2 separate regions of the Mus musculus genome follow, and region 1 is linked to region 2. A link is a contact called in public capture Hi-C data. All regions are on one chromosome and are shown on one strand. The core of a region is the stretch at or near the end of the contact, and the rest is flanking DNA. Distances in the headings are between cores, read along the strand shown.

Region 1 (4,912 bases), core at 2,098-4,597, 490 kb before region 2:
TTCTCTGTTCCATCTCTTCATGGTTTCCTCTCTGCTTTCAGTCCTGTATTGTGAGTGGAAGATAGGTATTTGGGTAAGAAAACAATGTAACCATTTGTTACAGTAGTTGGAGTGGCTTCACAACTTCTTTTGGGGGCCTATCCTGACCCTGACCTTTCAAGTCCTCAAATCATAAACAGTACAGACTTACATGGCCAATCCCCTACTGTAATGTCCCAATACAGACACTATTGGGCAGTGGTCTCCTGTAGTACCTTAGACCTAAGACAGCTTTGCTTCAAAGATAGAAAGCTCCAACACTGAGGTCTGGCCTTAAAGGCACCCTGTCTCTGTCCTACAGCAGACACACAACTAGAAAGCCAAGAATGGCCCAAATGGACCTTTAGCCTGGGTACTGTACCCTCATTCACCGATGACCAAGATCACAGTCTCTAGTCCCTGTTATCCCCAGTTGATTCACCTCTATGGTAGAGGCCACCACTATATGATGCATGTACCCCAGCACGACTTGGGTGCTGACTCTGAGATAAACATCATGTGAGATCCAGAGTCCACCTCCTCGTGTGTGTGTGTGTGTGTGTTTGGATCCTCTGCTCTGTTCTCCAGGGGCTCTGAGGTTAGAAAGGAGGCGGGCCTGTCTCGTGTGTGTGTGTGTGTGTGTGTGTGTGTGTGTGTGTGTTTGTGTGTGTGTGTGTATCCTCTGCTCTGTTCTCCAGGGGCTCTGAGCTTAGAAAGGAGGCAGGCCTGTCACCGGATCCTAGTGACTGCACTGAGGTAGATATATGGGCCATGGAGAAGGAAGGAGGGGCTGGCAGCCAAAGCTGGGTACATCTGAAAGGCTCCCAGAGGAGCACCAGAGGAGATGCACCAGCACTGCATGATGTCTTAAAAGTGAGAAACAGGAAGGGACCCAGGGATGGGGTCAGCATGCAGATGTAGGGGTGGGTGGGCATCAGGCTGCAGGTGCACTGGACAGAGTCAGGGGTGGGGTCAGCATGCAGATGTGGGGATGGGTAGGCATCAGGCTGCAGGTGCACTGGACAGAGTCAGGGGTGGGGGCAGCGTGCAGTTTGTAGAATGAGCACTATCGCTAAGGAGTGGCTAGGAGCCAGGTGTATCCAGGACGTGGAGTAGAAAGGGAACACACATGAGTGGGCACTGAAGGTTCGAGACCTTGCCCAGGTGTGGGGATCAGCCATGTTCACTCTCCTTCCTAGCTACCAGAGCCCCTCCCCCTTATAGAAATCCCGCTGAAGCCAGCGCCTTTTTATCTTTTAAGTGGCCCTCCTCCTCTCTACAGGCTCTCAGAGCTCAATCACGCATATGCACAGTCACGTGCTGTCCTGTAATCCAATGATCGGTGATTTTGTTTTTAATTTTCCCTTCCTTACCCAGTCGCTCTTCCACTGAGTTCCTGTGTCAGGAACAGGAATACAGCATCGCCATGTTTTCAGGAGTAAGTCAGAGTCCCTTCCTTAATTCTATTATCCCAGAAACAAGCTCGATTTTCCCTCCATACAATCCCGCAATCGACAGGAACCAGGGAGGAAGTGACTCTGCCTTTCTCTGGCTTTTTTTTCCTAATGAGTGGCATTTGAGGAAATTAACTGTGTTGAACTTGATACCCAGGATCCAGTCCCCAGACAGAATAGAGGACTAAAGTGGTAGAGAGTTGGTTACAGAAGTAAGAATTTTGTTGCATCTTCCTCTGGCCCCGATGAAGATCATTGCAGATGAAATGATATGCTTTGGCCTGACACTACTTTAAATAGTGCCAGTAAGTCAGGCTCAGGCACCTTGTTATCACCACTGTGAGAACTTCACTTTCTCAGAGTTGAGGATGCGTGGGAGTGGCCGGCCGCCTCAGCCTTGGATTCTAGCGCCCTTGCAGGGGTCCTGGCTGCACATGGTAAGATCTGGAAAATAAGCCCCCATGTTGCAGGGAGGAAGCACAGGGTGACATGACAGCAAGAGGGGTAGCTTTGGAAGCAAACCATAGATGTGTACCCCAATTCTGGTGCTCTGGAAGTTCGCTTGTATCTTCTGAGCCCTGGTTTTCTTATTTATTAAATGGGAATCAAAACATCTACCCTGCTAGATTATCACAGAAAGAATAGAATGAGATGGTATCCAGTGTGTTTGCGTCTGTGTGTGTGTGTGTGTGTGTGTGTGTGTGTGTGTGTGTGCAAGTATGTATATGTGTGTCTATGTCTGTCTGTCTGTATGTGCATCTGTGTCTGTGTGTGTCTGTGAGTGTAGTGGGGGAGGGGGTCTGCTGTGTACAGGTATATTGTTGTTCCCATAACAAAGATGTCCAACCAAGAGTCAAGTGGCGCTGACACCTTGCCTTGTTTATCTAGCTTATCGTCCATACTATGAAGCCCTTTTTAAAAAACCCACCCAGAGAAGAGCTTTGGAAGACTCATCAGAGGGGAAGGGGGAGGTAGAGGGAGAAGAGCCATCGCGGGACCCTGAAATTCTGGGAGGTGGGTCCTTATAACATTCCTGGTTTTTCCCCTACAGTCTTCGTGACAGAAGCCTTCCCTCTGGATCCACAAGAATCTGCAGAGCAGGGATGAGGTCGCATCAGGAAGCAGGCCATGCCCCTTCAGATGTCCCTGTAAAGGGCTATCTTAAGTGGCAGTTGACATCTTCCCCCACCTACCCTGGCTTATGTATCTGCAGGTCCTTGAAGAAGCCAGTTAGTAACCCCATGGGTTCCCTGGCTATTTTAATATATTTTTGGTTAGTTAAGGTTGTCATGCTATAGAAAAGAATTTCTAACTTAACACAAACATATCAATCCTAGCCACTGGACAGAAGCTATTGATCCCCACCCAAGCCAGTGGTTCCCAACCTTCCTGTGTTATAACCCTTTAAAATAGTTTCTCATACCATGCGACTTCCAACCATAAAGTTATTTTGTTGCTACTTCCTAACTGTAATTGTGCTCTTGTTACAAATCATAATGTAACTCTCTGTGTTTTCTAATAGTCTCAGGTGACCCCTGTGACGGGGGTCTTTTGATTCCCGCAAAGAGGTCGTGACCCACAGGTTGAGAACCATTGGCATCAGCTTCTCCTTGCTGCAGCTAGGGACAGATGCATTTCAAAGCGGTCAGGGGTGCACTTGGCCTAACACCTCTGCACCAAGGTGGCCGAGAAAGGAGGATGCTGAGTGAGCTCTAGGCCAGCTTGAGTTAGGAGCACAACTTTTAGCCCAGGGAATGTTTTACTCCTGCTCAGCCCTCTGCCCCTCCACACTTCCCAGAACCCCTCATCTGAGCGGGATGGTGCTGAGTGGGTGACTATTTCTCTCTGTAACTCACACATCTGTGACACTTCAGGGAATGTGGGTAGCTCCTGGCATTGGTCCTCGAGTTGGTGGCTGTAGGCAAAACTGTCCTGGATGCCAGTTCCCCACTTGCCCGTCTACAAAATGAAAATATCAGCAGCCAGGCTGGCTGCAGATGGGAAATGGGACGCCCTTGGGTGCTCACACTCTCTGGCTCTCCAGCATGGGCCTCTGGGGGGACTTGCAGCTTTGGAAAGGAGAACTAGGAAAGACCCTAAAGAATGCATGGATGTGTGGAGAAGGGAGATTAGCCCAGGAAGCCAGAGCTCTGTGCAGAGGCTTGGCTATAGATCCCTCCTAAGCAAACCAAGAGAGCCCAAGAGCCTGGGGCACTACTATTCCCATTTCACAGGAACCTGTGGCGCCCACAGTGTCCGCTGCTTTTACTAGGGCCTAGGGTGGGTGGAAGGACCTGGTTTGTGGCCACAGAGAACTGTTGTCTCCAGGGGGTCTGGCTGGCCCCCTTCCTGAGGATTACCGTAACTTTTTAATTAAGGCAAAGTTTGCAGGCGTTTGGTCTTTTGATGTGGCAGCTGCAGCTGGGAACAGGCCTGTGTCTGAAACTTTACTGCCCAGTGGCTCAGGAGCCCGCCACCCACACGTCAGAGCCCACACCCCATAAACAGCCCAGATCATGTGTCTTCAGGCCAGGGTGGGTGAGAGGGGTCTTAGACCACCATGATGGAGGCTACCACCCTTACTGAGAATTTCCTGGGGGCCTGGACCACCCCAGGGACCCCTATGGAAATAAGGAGAGTGTCTTGAGATGTTCATGGAGTGAGTAAGGTATTCTTTGATACCTGAGACAGTTTTCCTTCTTGGTCTTGGAGGTCTGGTACATCTAGGGAGACAGTGATGGAAGGATATTGAGCTAGAAAGAATGCCCCATGACCCTTTACATTTCAAATGTTGTTTATATTCCCGTGGTACTTGTTTGCCTCTGCCAGACTGGAGAAGCGCAAAGACTTCCCTCTCTTATTTTTGTGTCTCAGAGGCACACCTGGGATAGGCCAGGGGCTCACATGTTAACAGATCTGAAACCTGTACTTTAGGGAGAGTTATAAAGTGAATTGGAGTTTGTGGCTCTATTTATAGCCCATATCTATTTATTGAACTCAGACCTGTGCACCAGGGACTGTCCTAGGTACTGATTCAGCAGTCAGGAGAAGCCCCTGCCTTTGGCCTTCACAGCTTGGACTTTATGGAGACACTGGGATCCATCAGTGACACTGGGAAGCCAGACGTGAACCTGGCTTCACGAGAGCAGCATATCTCAAGCTTTCTTCTGGAAGGAACCTCTATCAAATGTCTGAGGTCAGAGCCCAAATGGACCAGATGTAAGCGGAATGCTTGTCTCACACTTCACAGCTTTGCATGAAACCCTCTGTGCATGCTGAGATCTGTGCCGTGTCGTATCTGTGCATAGTTACTGTATAGCAATGCTACAGGCAACTTAGTATATGTGATTTTCACATTTTCATCCGTTTACCCCTATACTTGTGTATTTCCTTTGGCATCCGAATGGGCACTTGGTGGCTCCTAGTCACAGGATACATTC
Region 2 (4,685 bases), core at 1,283-3,782:
ACTAACAAGTGTTGGAGAAGATGTAGAGAAACTGGAGCATAAAGCTTGCTCGTGTTCTGGCGTGATTTTTCTCGCACCAATCCCAGAGAAGCCCCCAGCGCTGTTTTTCAGTTCTTCGCTAAATACTTGTCAGTTTTCTAATAAAGGGTTTAATAAAAACCCCTTGTGTTCCAGAGGCCTTTGGTCAAAAAGACCCTAAAACAAGCATCCATTGTTTTCCTTCTGCCACAGCAAAGACTGGCACTGGTCCCTAAGCCATTCTCCTTTGATGGTTTAGGCTAGAGCTGATCTATGTGCAGAAGGTATGACTTCTCCCAGATGTGCTGGGGCTGGGGGAGATGGGGCCTTCAGCTAGTCATCCACAGCCAAGTTCTCCTCAGACCTCTTATGCTGAGCATCTGTCCCTTGTCTAACTCTTAGCCCACTTGTGATTTGCACAGGCCATACCACAGCACCCATATGAGATAATGAAGGAGGGAAACCATTGCTGACACTAGAGAACTGCTGCATCCACCAAGCCTTTGCCCATGAGTGCTATGTGTGCTGCCTACTCAAGGCTGTTTATACCGAGTCAAAGTTACTAGCAGCCAAGACCTCCAGTCTACTGAATCTATGGCATAGGAAGTACCAAGGTTGTGATGTCAAGCCTCACCCTCCCAGGGGCCGCCTCTGTGCTAATGATAGACTGTGTGGGAAGACACAGGACAAGGAGGTAGAGAGAATGGAAAAGGTACCACGGAGCTTCATGAACTCAGTGGCTGGGGTGTAGCTCAGATAAAGCATTCTCTCTTCCTGCTTGCTCCATCCCAGCACCACAAGCAAGTATGTATTGAGGGGATGTCTATGTGTGTGGCGAAGGGGGGGATGTCAATGTTTGTGTATGTATTAATGCACCTGAGCGTCTTCAAATGACACATGCTGTCAGGAGGGGCATGAGCTATGGGTAAAGCAGCCTGAAGCCCAGTCCCCTCCTTACCATTAACAAATTGAGAGACCTCAGCAAGTCACTGATACGCTCCACACTTCTGTGGAGGTACTAGATGAGCCAAAAGAGGCCCTCTGGCCGGGCATGGTGGTGCACGCCTTTAATCCCAGCCCTCGGGAGGCAGAGGCAGGCAGATTTCTGAGTTCGAGGCCAGCCTGGTCTACAGAGTGAGTTTCAGGACAGCCAGAGCTACAGAGAAACCCTGTCTCGAAAAACCAAAAAACAAAACAAAAACAAAAAACAACAACAACAACAAAAGAGGCCCTCTGCTTCTCTGGGAAATCAGGTAGTTATCTGGCTTAACCTGTACCCTCTACTGTGGAGAGTTATGACTCAGTGGTCTTGCTGGTGGGGTGGGCAGTTTCTAACCAAATGCTGTGTATCATCAGACACGGTGGGAGTCAGCAGAAGGCTGGAATCTCCCTTGGTATTGGATACTTCTATAGGCTCATATTGGCCAATGCCAGAGGCTCAATGCCTAACTCGGCATTCAACTTCTTCAGTGCGCAGCCACTATAGACATAAGATACCAGTCCTTTGTATTAAGGAGGGAAATGCTGAAGTCACTGTGAGACAATGTATTTTCTGAAGAAACACGTGCAGCCAAGAGGAGACCATGATGTAAATCTTTCCTTCTTCCAAACACACAGAATAGAAATCTATATAGAGGCAAATCCTGGGTGTCTAAGGACCTGAAAAAAAAAAATCCAATTTGGTAGGTTCCACCTTACTGCCTTGCAAGTCCCTGGAAAGGCTTACTGAAACGTACACCAGAGATGGATGTCATGTCACAGCCCCTGCAGTGTCCTTGCACCACATGCCTTTCAGAGTCTGAGCTGGGCTCTTCCCCGGCCCCCTGGGGCAGGACTTGTATGTTGTTATCTGCATGTGTGTATTTACACTTATTTTTAAAAGCAGAGGATCTATAAGCCTGACGCTTCTTCTGTAGGAGGGGAGGATAGACCAGGAGACAGAAAGGGGGGTTGTCGGCTTCCTCCTTTCTTCCCTAGGGCAGGATTTTTAGACATGGAGAGAAAGAGGGGCTGAGAGCCACCTAATGAAAGCTACTCCCTTCAATCTCCTGGGAAACTGGGGCCCAGAGGTGAAGGAAAACTGCCCCAAACCACAAAATGAAGACTCGAAATTGGCTCCTGTTCCCATCTAAACAAGACAACACTATGACACGGAAGCACGTTGAACGCTGAGCCATAATCGGCTACTGGGGTTCTAGTGCTCTGCCCTCCAAAGGAACTGTAAGCTGCCTGGCTGGGCAGCTACAAAAGGGGAATGTTGTTTGCAGAGGATCTTCAGAGACCTTGCCCCACGGATGGGTAGGCATCGCCATGCACATGTGAACAGCAGCAAGCCCTCCAGGTTCAGTTTCACCACGAGGGCTGAATCCTGTAAACAAGATTACCACCCCGGCAGACCTTCCCGGAAGAAGAAAGGCTGACCCCTCAGCTAATCTGGCAGCAGGCTTTCTTCAGGCTTCCCGAGAGCAGCAGCAGCAGCCGCCGGGACAACAAAGCCGGCGATTCCAAGCCTGAATCCACAGTGCCCCCTCGTGGAAGACAGCCGCAGGGACCACTTTTATTCCACCAAGGAAGGTTCAGTATTATGGCTATCAAAAGCATCCATTGCTGGCCCCCACAGTTGTCTCCTCCCCCAATACCCTTAACTTTACTCCGCGCCAAATGTACCTGCCAGGCTTGCTAAAACCCAGGTAACTGGGCTCCACTCTCACTTTCCAGTAGTTGACTGAGTACGGTCCGGAAATTTGCAGATCTAATAAGTTAGCAATTGGTGCTGTGGCTAGAGTGAATACCCATGACCTTCCTTAGCTACTCTGGCTCATTAGGCTGACTATTTAGCTCCCTGTAAACCTCAACATCTTCATCTGCAAAATGGGCTTATTTGTGCCTCCCTCCTAGACTCAGATCCCAGTATAATCTCAATAAATCTGTTCATGTGTTTATCACATGTATATATTTACACGTGCATGCACATATGGAGGCCAGAAGTAGACCTCAGATCTCCTCTCATCATTTAGGCTTAGGCTGGAAAGCGTCCCAGAAATCTGCCTGTGGCTTTCCTGGCACTAGGGTTACGGGTATCCGCTTCAGCCCAGCTCTTCTGTAGGCGATAGGGATTTAAACTCAAGTCCTCACAAGTGCAAGAACTTTATCCACTAAGCATCTCCCTAGTTTTGTGCCCGGAATGTTTATTAGCAGTAGTTGTAGTATTATCATTCATCCACAAGCTTCTCTTGGACAAGACCTGTCACATCGAGAGACATCGGCAGAAAAGACCTTTGTGAACTTTGAGTCCAAGCCTCAAAGCTGTTAAATTTTCAGATGAATGAATGCTCCCACTCCGAGCTACAAAGTGAACACAGGTGAACAGCTGAGTATTTTTAACAAAGCCTCACTACTCAACCCTGCTCTTGTACCTGCTATAGAGGGAGGGGTGGGAGCCCTCTGTTCCCCAACAGCTCCTGCTGCTGGACGCTGAGGAGCAGGAACCGGGCCGGGCCGTTTCCCAGTACACTGCTCAAATACCCGCTCATCAGCCCTCTCCAGCTGTAATCTTCCCATCGTGCCTGATGAGCAGTCAAACGGCTCAAGTATTCTGTGTGGAAAAACTCAGCGTGTGACAAGGACACTCCACTTACTGTTCAATCTCTAATTCTCCACATTTCTTTTACTCAACCAAAATAATGAATGAGAAAAGTCCTCAGCCTGGCACACGGGGTCTTCCTGGGGTTGTTCCCTGCTGACCTTTGGGGGGGGGGGGGGGCGGCTTGCTCCATCAGGTCTTATCCTCCCACTCCCAGCCTGAAGACTATGGGAGACAGGGCCTCAGGTCTGGCATAGGAGGAAAGTCTGGAGAACGGAGGAACAGCTGTGTAGTGCTTTGGGACTCAAGAATTTGTGCTGTCCACATTGATAACCCAGAGTCAGCCAGCTATCTTTGCTGGTCTGAGGTCTGTTCAGAATGGGATTTCTCCTGTAAAAACAGCAGGAGTTAAGGGCAACTGTCTGAAGCCACCTAAACAAATTCAGGATTTCCATCTTTCCCCTGCCCCACCACAGAACGGCCACTCCCTCACGCACCTGCTTAATCATTTTTCATGGCCTTGAATGTGACTCTGCTCTTGAATTTGAGCCAGATCACATCACTTAACCCCATGACCTCCGGAAACCTTCCAGGATCCACGGCCTTACACCAAGTTTGGCTGTGGACTGCCACAATGTCCCAACCTGCTAGCTACTCCAGGAGCCAGACCACAAGATCCTCTATTGGCTTCTTTCCTCCCCAGGTGCCAGATCAGGGACTGGCAGGGCACAGTTAACTTGGTAAATGGGTAATGTGGTTGGCTAGGCTACCTATATTCAGTATCCCTATGGCAGATGGCACCTCACTGACCAATGTCATGCCCAAAAGAAAGCAGCTTGGTGACTGAACATACAGTACTACCTTGGAGTCACAAAACTGCGTCCTAATCCCACCCTCACATGGTACCTCCCCAACCTAAACTACTGGTTGTCAGACCTCACCAGCATCCTTCCAGGTAAATTGTAGACCACTGTGCCCATAATGTACCACTTATAACCCACCTGCCTCAGCTCCAGGAGTTTGGTATAAGTCTTCTTGGACCAAATTAAAATTCTACTTTGGCAAGGAAGGAAAGCAATGAAAG

Evidence for each region. Capture Hi-C pulls out chosen DNA fragments and counts their contacts.
Region 1: a contact with region 2 is called in a capture Hi-C map of embryonic tail, with 5 times the contacts expected there. The contact joins two enhancer-like sites. A contact is called at or near these places in 4 of 39 promoter capture datasets (cranial neural crest, hippocampal neurons, liver and 1 more), 17 of 484 Hi-C or Micro-C datasets (the HL-1 cell line, cerebellar granule neurons, cerebellum and 9 more), 14 of 115 datasets of contacts at active chromatin or transcription factors (astrocytes, cardiomyocytes, differentiating embryonic stem cells and 8 more) and 4 of 9 other capture datasets (embryonic stem cells, embryonic tail, embryonic trunk and 1 more).

What each region holds. Positions count from the first base shown.
Region 1 is chr14:24,985,051-24,989,962 of GRCm38.p6, reverse strand. No RefSeq gene overlaps it. Among named protein-coding and RNA genes, the nearest start is that of Gm41111, 4.8 kb to the right of the region's middle. Within about 2 kb of position 3,347, at least 11 of the 459 cell types and tissues checked have an H3K27ac peak or open chromatin away from gene starts, as enhancers often do. A contact at or near this core is called in cerebral cortex and embryonic tail, where this site is marked.
Region 2 is chr14:24,498,553-24,503,237 of GRCm38.p6, reverse strand. No RefSeq gene overlaps it. Among named protein-coding and RNA genes, the nearest start is that of Rps24, 10 kb to the right of the region's middle. Within about 2 kb of position 2,532, at least 89 of the 459 cell types and tissues checked have an H3K27ac peak or open chromatin away from gene starts, as enhancers often do. A contact at or near this core is called in cerebral cortex and embryonic tail, where this site is marked.